2 separate regions of the Zea mays genome follow, and region 1 is linked to region 2. Evidence: chromatin contacts called from public Hi-C data. All regions are on one chromosome and are shown on one strand. Each heading gives the region's core, a stretch centred on a gene start, on an enhancer-like site or on the middle of the called end of the contact. The rest is flanking DNA. Distances are from core to core; before and after follow the strand shown. Region 1 holds the start of LOC100277118. Region 2 holds the start of LOC103638033.

Evidence for each region. A called contact is a pair of places that touch in the nucleus more often than the background predicts.
Region 1: a Hi-C map of tassel shows a contact between it and region 2, with 4 times the contacts expected there. The contact joins the promoter of LOC100277118 here to the promoter of LOC103638033 in region 2. A contact is called at or near these places in 2 of 25 Hi-C or Micro-C datasets (ear and tassel).

The regions. Positions count from the first base shown.
Region 1 is chr9:18,886,919-18,890,840 of Zm-B73-REFERENCE-NAM-5.0, forward strand. LOC100277118 reads right to left here and starts at 1,796. Exons shown (of 3, transcript NM_001150777.2): 1 at 1,161-1,796; 2 at 241-547; 3 at 1-158. The coding sequence starts at 1,673. The coding sequence ends at 64. It also overlaps the pseudogene LOC109942476.
Region 2 is chr9:18,754,668-18,758,729 of Zm-B73-REFERENCE-NAM-5.0, forward strand. It overlaps LOC103638033, which reads right to left and starts at 2,032. Exons shown (of 3, transcript XM_008661041.2): 1 at 1,438-2,032; 2 at 957-1,293; 3 at 22-415. The coding sequence starts at 1,950. The coding sequence ends at 375.

The sequences.
Region 1 (3,922 bases), core at 546-3,045, 130 kb after region 2:
AGAAGAGCTGCCGTGTTCTCCGAAACTACATGAACCAAGAAACGAAGTCGACGTATTCTCATGTCACTGTATCCGAGGGTCACTCATGAAGTTGCTGTAGAAGTCCTGCTCCCAGGGTACGGGGTCATCCACATTTGGGTGCCGCAGTCCCATAGCAGCTGAAAACAATGCGCATCAGTATGACAGTAGTAGGATCCACGGACATTTGCCACACATCTGAGGGAACTGCAAAGTTTTCACCTGGTGAATTGTTGGGAAGGACGACGATGTCCAGAGGGTCTTGGCTGCGAGGCAGGTCGACGACCAGAGGGGTCAGCCGGCCGTAGAAGCCAGCGTGCGCGCACAGCGTGATCGTCAGCATGTCCTCGTTCACTTTCACCGCCACCTCGTACCTCAGGTTGAACACGGACCGCCCGAAGAACCTGAATGTCTCCGCGCCGAGGAAGTTCCCCTCATCGTTCGCCCGCATGTACCGGATCGTTCGCTGCCGGTCCGTCACGCGCCCAGTGCGCCGCCGCTGTAACAGGCCAGTGGGGACTCCCAGATCCTATTGCAACAGAAAACACAGGTATCTCCGTAGCTGAATGCACATTGTAACGACAACAAAACGCATACAGAAAGCAACATCTCACTTAGCAACAGCTCAACAAATCAACAATCCTTTGCAGATCTTCGTAAGATCATAATCTAGTATAGAGAATAAACCTTACGCAGAGGAGCAAGAATTCTAGAACCAAGGCAGAATTTAGCCAGGCCAAATGTAAGGACTACAGTGCACCAGTGGGAGTATGGAACAGGCCAAATGTAAGGACTCCCAGATCCTATTGCCACAGCAATAGACATTGTAACGAGAACAAAGCGTACACAGAAACCAATAGCTAACTTAACTTGATCCTTTGCAAGTTAACGAATGACAGACAAAATTACATAAAACACAGGTATCTTGGATAAATTGTCTTGTCCCTAAAGCCAACCTAATGCAGATGAGCAAGAATTCAAGAACAAATGCAGAACTCTGCCAATCAAACGTAAGAACTGCACCCAGGGCAATGCAATAGCCAAGATTCAGCAGTTCTTGGAATCGACATGTTCCAAGAACAAGAACAATGTTCCGTCCAAATCAACGAGAGGAGTGGAAAGAGAAGGGGCAGTGAACTAACCGTAGATGGATTTGGAAGGGCAGGCGGCGCTGGTCTCAGGGGGATCTCCATGACCGTCCAATGCATCATCGTGCTCCTGCCCCCGTTGCCAACGACATCGACGGTGACGCCGGAGTTCCAGCGGCGGTACCTGCCGTTGGCGCGGAGGAAGCGTTCCTCGCTCACCAAGACGTTGTACAGGAGGACGTAGCCACTGCCGTCCCCCGCCGAGACGGCCCTCCACCTGACGTTGAGCTGCTGCGGCTCGTTGAAGTCGCGCTGGGCGGCTTCGCGGCCGCGGTGGCCGTCCGCCGCCAAGGACGCTGAGAGCGCGAGGTAACGGCCGTAGGCGGCGGACCGGAGAAGGACGTAGTCGACGCCCCCGTGCACGATCCGGTGCACCTGCCACGCCGCGTTCAGCGTGGCGCGGCTGTTGCTGAGGGAGACGCCGGACCCGTCCTCGTCGGCGTGGAGGTACCCGCGCCGCGCGCGGCTCTGCAGCCACACGTGCGTCCCGTCGGGGAAGTTGTTCATCGCGGCCGCGGGTGGTCGTGGTGCTGGTGCGACGGTGGACGAGTGGATTGACGCTGGTTCGAGGCGGAGCGGGAAGAGCAGCACAGCATAGCAGCTGTTCTTTGCGACGGTTAGCGTGGCAGTGGGTGGCGAGGCGGGGGTCAGGGCCTCAGGGGTATTTCAAGCCCAAGTCGGTTGCTGCATGCCTGCATCGCTCGCCAGAAGGCAGGTGGGCCCGTGCGGGGCCATGGACCGCCCGCGAGCGTGCGCCGAGATTTTTGCTATTAGCAAACGAATGGGTAGGATTCCCTAGAGATCTAGAAATGGAATTGGATAAAATAGGAAGGAGATTAGGGATGGATTCGGATGTCCGGAGATCCAAATTATTCGTATTCATATTCGGATAAAATGCTAATATAGATATCTGTATTCGTGTTCGATTTTAATATAGATGTTAAATAGATATATTCGAATTCATTTTTTCTTTATCCGGTTTAAGATTCATACTCAACAACATTCGACAAAATCGTAAAATATCCGATACTATTCGTATCTGAAACTAAATAATATTCAATAAAATCAATTTAAACTTATTTTTATTACTAATTACAAAGGATCTTAAACTTTAAATAATGTACTAAAAACTGAAGTACACCATTTAAAATGTTAAAAAAAATTATATCATAAATAAATGATTGTGTTAATCTTACGTTACTAGTGATATACAATGGTAACTTTTAATTAATATTAAAAAGTCTAATTTTGAATACATTAGATTATTGAAGTTCTTAGAGTCCAAAATACAAATATACTTAATATAAAAAAGATTAAATTTAGAGTCCAAAATATAAATATACAAGGTATAAATAATTTATTTAAAAATATGATATTCAACTAAGTATTCGAACTACCACGTTAATTAAAATATGCTAGTTCCAAATCAAGTAAGTATCTGAATGTGAATCCGAATTCGGATAGATTGTATTCGTATCCGATGTTATTTGCATTCGAATTAAAATATGGTAAATATCGGATTTGTTTCCATGCGTATCCGTCCGAATCCATCCCTAAACGAGATGGCGATCTCACTTATTATTTAGAAATGCAGACTCCTTTAGACCCTATTGCGTGAGTTGAGCTCCCGATTAAGAGGTTACTGACAGTGAGAGACAAACGCCATGACTGATCTCCCCATCTCAATGTCCTCCACCTTCATACCGAGACTCTTCTACGTTATCGACGCCGCGACCTTCAAGGTAGCCGACGCTCTGCTGACGAGACTGGAGTCCTCGCTCTCGGCCGACGCATTTACCGCCATGGGGACAAGGGCTGGGGCTGGGACATTATTCACCCTGTTCGAGCTCGTCGGCCCCGATCGTCCGAGCCTCCTCTTTGAGGTCTTCGCTGCACGACCTCTGTGTGACATCGTCGACGTCAGGGCTTGGACGCACGGTGGTCGCCACGCTCGTGTGCGTGCACGACGAGGAGACAGGGCATGCCGATCGATGACGCAACACGAGTCAGGCGCGTGGAGTCCAGGCTCAGGCATGTCCTCTGCGGGGCCGTGCTCTGTGCGACGATGGTTTGGAGGGAGACGTTGTGGCCATCAACATGGAACGAAGACTCCACCAGCTTCTCAACGAGGACGAGGAGGCCGAGAGCTGTGCTGACTAGGCGGAGGCGCCCACGGTGACGGCGGACAGTCAGTCACCGTGCAGAATTAGCGGGAGAGAGGGTACTCGGTGGGTGGCCATGAGCTGTCGTGATCGACCCAAGCTACTCTTGGACATCGTCTGCACTCTGCACCTTGACGGACTTGGATTACGTGGTGTACCATGACACGTTCGATGCAGACAATGATCACGCTCAGCAGGTGAGTCTTTTCTCTTGGCGTTATCCTTCGTCAGTTAGAGGTCCAGCGAGAATGCGAGATCCTGGCGGCCAGGGACCGTGTGGCTTTCTCCAATACCATGGCCACCGGACCCAACATTGATGGCATCTTGGCGCGGGGATTAGCTGAGCCAAGCTAGGGTTTAATAAGAGTCCAGTCTAGCGCGTGGTAACCGCCGACGGAGACCGATAGGACTTGCGGGGAAGACAAAAACCACCTTTTAGGGCTAGTTTGGCAGCCACGAAACCGGAGTGGATTGGAGGGGCTATAATCCCCTTCTTATTCAATTTTGAATAAGAAGGTAATTCTAGCCCCTCCAATCCCCTCTGGTTTTATGACTCTCAAACAAACCCTTAGGGATTGTGAGTAGTGGAGATGG
Region 2 (4,062 bases), core at 782-3,281:
AGTTCAAAAAATTTTGTCTGTAATATCTGGTGTGTTAGGATTCCGGAGCAATTACAGAGCATGCCAGCAACATTCTCGTGATGACCAGACAAAGACGGAGATTGTAACTACACAAGGAAAAATCTTCCAAGCATTATATGTGGGAAAAAATTCTTTTCCAGCAGTCTGAAACTGATGTCAAGCCATACTGCTTCCCTTCTGAAGAACGCCTCCAACTAAACTACCAGAAAGCAGGAGAATGTCTGAGGTTTCTGAAACTACACGAGCGGGAAAAAATCTACTTCTAAAGCCGTTGCATCGGAAGCACGTTTTGTTTTTTTTTTGAAGAGATCAGTCGCGAAGCTGTTGTCACTTCGTCAAGCTCTCGTACACCTCTAGGGTTCGTCAACATTGGGGTGCCGCAGTTGCGTCGCAGCTGAAATTCACAAAGGTGCAAGTGAAAAACACGAGTGGGTTAGGAGGCATGTTATGGGTGATGCAACTATTTGCAGCAGTTCCATGATCTGACAAAATTTTGTAAATACTATGACAACCAAAAATGAAAAATAGATAGGAGAAATCAGTAGCAGTGTCAACTGTATTTTTTCTGACAAGTGAAACAAATTCAATCTTCTCAACCTCTATAGTCTCAACTGCTTAGTCCACTCATTGGCAAAAGAAGTGGATTGTACATGCATGCAGCAACTATTTTACACATCTCTTAGAACAGCAACTTCGAAACTATAGAGGTAGTCTGAACTGAACATATGAGCTGTTTTAGTCGGAATGCAGATTCAGTGTCTATTGTCATCGGTATGACTTAGCGACTCACAGAAAACTAAAACCTACAGGGGGCTGTTATGAGAATACTTGACATTTCCAATCCCATCAGGATAGCCATGATCGACTCAACATCATTTATCAGAAATTTAGAACAGACGCACTGAATCAACTGGCAACTGAGAAGCAGCTCTCACCATAGGAATCGGTGGCAAGGACAACGATGTTCATGGGGTCGTCGCACCAAGGCAGGTCGGTGACCAGAGGAGTCAGCCGAGCGCAGTTGCCGGCCTGCACGCACAGCGCGATGCCTATGACGCCCCGTTCGCCGCCGACGGAGATGGTTTCGCCTAGCTGGTACGCCAGCCTGCACAGGAGCAAGTACACAGACCTGCCGTAGAACTGGAACGTGGCCCAGCCGAGCGGGTTGAAGTTCCCCACATTGTTTGCCCGCACGTATCGGATCGTCCTCAGTGGCTCTGACGTGGGTTCAGCGCGCCGGAGCAGCAGGCTCATGAGACCCGGTGTAGTAGTCTTGCCACGAAATGTGCCAAGAACGAACGGCAGTTAGTGCAGACTGCAGACATGGGCAAGAACGGGATCGATGGATAGGTTTCAAAGAACCGTGCTCCGTCCAAACCAAGGCGATGAATCGAATTGGACCGACGTTGAACTCACCATAGTTGGGGGTGGTGGAAGTGGAAGGACAGGTGGCTCGATCCTCGGGGGGATTTCCTCGACCATCCAAAACATCATCGTGGTCCTTACACCGCCGTTGTCATCGACGGTGACCCCGGTGTGCCAGCGGCGGTGCCTGCCGTTGGCGCGGAGGTAGCGGGTGGACCCGTAGCGCAGGACGACGTCGGCTTCGGCTTCGTCGTCTACGGTGAGCGGCGCCCCAATGGGCCTCCACGCGACGGCGTACAGTACCAGCTCGTCGTAGTCGCGCTGGACAACGCGGAGGCCGCGGTGGCCTGGAGGCGCCATTTCCCGCGAGACCGCGAGGTAGCGTCCGTAGGCGGCGCTGCGGAAGAGGACGAAGTTCTGGACCAGGTGCACCTGCCACGCCGCGTTCAGGGAGGCGCGGCGACGGCTCAGAGAGACGCCGACCCCGTCCTCGTCGGCGTAGAGGTACGTCCCGCGCACGCGGCTCCGCAGCCGCACGTGATTCTCGTCGAAGATTTGGTCCATCGCAGCCGCCGCCGGTGGTGGTGCAGTTGCCGAGTTGCGGATGCGCGGGGGACGAGCTGTTCGTTGCCTAGGGAACGGAGAACGGGAAGGGAGAGCAAAGCGGCTATTCGTTGCGACAGTTATTGAGCGCGCGACGCGGTGGGGCCGTCGTCCCAACAGAAACCGACTAAACTTTAATAGCTAAAGTACTGGCTCCAGTGTGTAAGTACATGGTGGTGTGATAAAATTTAGCACATATTATCTTATAAACTGCTCAAGTGGTGCTAAAAGTAGCTAAACATGAGCCAGGAAACCCCATTTTCCACCCATACCCTCCAACCTCATTCCCTCTCTCTCCGCATTAGGGGCATATGTGTCTTTTTATTCCAATATGTTAAACTTTATTAGAGTAGTCCAAACACCCCAAAGAGCTAAACTTTAGCACTTCAATTTATATGGCTAAAGTTTAGTAGGAAGCTAAAATTTATCCTGTGAGATTGAAACAGGGCCTAATTCTACTAGCATATTTTTAGCTAACTAACTATTAGCTCTGTCGGGGACCATAATTAGGGGTACCCCCAAGACTCCTAAACTCGGCTGGTAACCACCATCAGCACAAAGCTGCAAATGCCTGATGGGCGCAATACAGGTCAAAGCTCCGCCCACTCAAGGGACACGATCTCGCCTCGCCCGAGCCCAGCCTCGGGCAAGAACAGCAGACCCATGTGGATTCACGTCTCGCCCGAGGGTCTCCTCGAGGCCCAGCTCGGGCAGGCTTCGCGGAGAAGCAACCTTGGCCAGATCGCCTCGCCAACCGACCGTATCGCATGAGCATTCAATGCAAGGATCGTCTGACACCTTATCCTGACGCACGTTCCTCAGTCGACAAGGCCGAAGTGACCGCAGTCACTTCGCCCCTCCACTGACTGACCTGACAGGAAAACAGCGCCGCCTGTCCTGCTCCGACTGCTGTGCCACCCGCCAGGGTGAGGCTGACAGCAGCCAAGTCCAGCCTCAGGCGCCATAGGAAACTCCGCCTCGCCCGACCCAAGGGCTCGGACTCAACCTCGACCTCGGACGACGGACTCCGCCTCGCCCGACCCAAGGGCTCGGACTCAACCTCGACCTCGGACGACGGACTCCGCCTCGCCCGACCCCAGGGCTCGGACTCAATCTCGACCTCGGACGACGGACTCCGCCTCGCCCGACCCCAGGGCTCGGACTCAGCCTCGACCTCGGAGGAGTCACCGCCTCGCCCGACCTCGGGCTCGGACCGACCACGCCACAGGGGGTACATCATTACCCTACCCCTAGCTAGCTCAGGCTACGGGGAACAAGACCGGCGTCCCATCTGGCTCGCCCCGGTAAATAAGTAATGATGGCACCCCACGTGCTCCATGACGACAGCGGTTCTCAGCCCCCTACGGAAGCGAGAAGACGTCAGCAAGGACCCGACAGCTGTGCTCCTACAGGGCTCAAGCGCTCCTCCGACGGCCACGACATCACATGAACAGGGCACCAACACCTCTCCAACAGCCACGTCGGCATGTACATAAGGCTCTGGCTCCTCTCCGCTAGACACGTTAGCACATTGCTACGCTCCCCGTTGTACACCTGGACCATCTCCTTACATCTATAAAAGGAAGGTCCAGGGCCCTCGTACGAGAATGTGGCCGCGCGGGAGAACGGGCTGACGCACAGGCCCTCGCTCTCTCTCTCCCTCGCGAACGCTTGTAACCCCCTACTGCAAGCGCATCCGCCCTGGGCGCAGGACAACACGAGCCGCGGTTCCCTCTTTTGCTCCCCCTTGTGTTCCGTCTCGCGCCGACCCATCTGGGCTGGGACACGCAGCGACAATTTACTCGTCGGTCCAGGGACCCCCCGGGGTCGAAACGCCGACAGTTGGCGCGCCAGGTAGGGGCCTGCTGCATGTTGACGAACAGCTTCCCGTCAAGCTCGAGATGGGTAGTCTCCAGCAACCTCTCCAACCCGGGACGCTGCTCCATTTTGGGAGCCTCGAGTTCATGTCCCTCGACGGCAGCTATGACATGGTACTCCTTCCTCCGCCGCGCGACAACGACAATGGCGGCCGTCAGCCCGCCCGACGGCGGCGGAATCGACGACGTCTTCCCC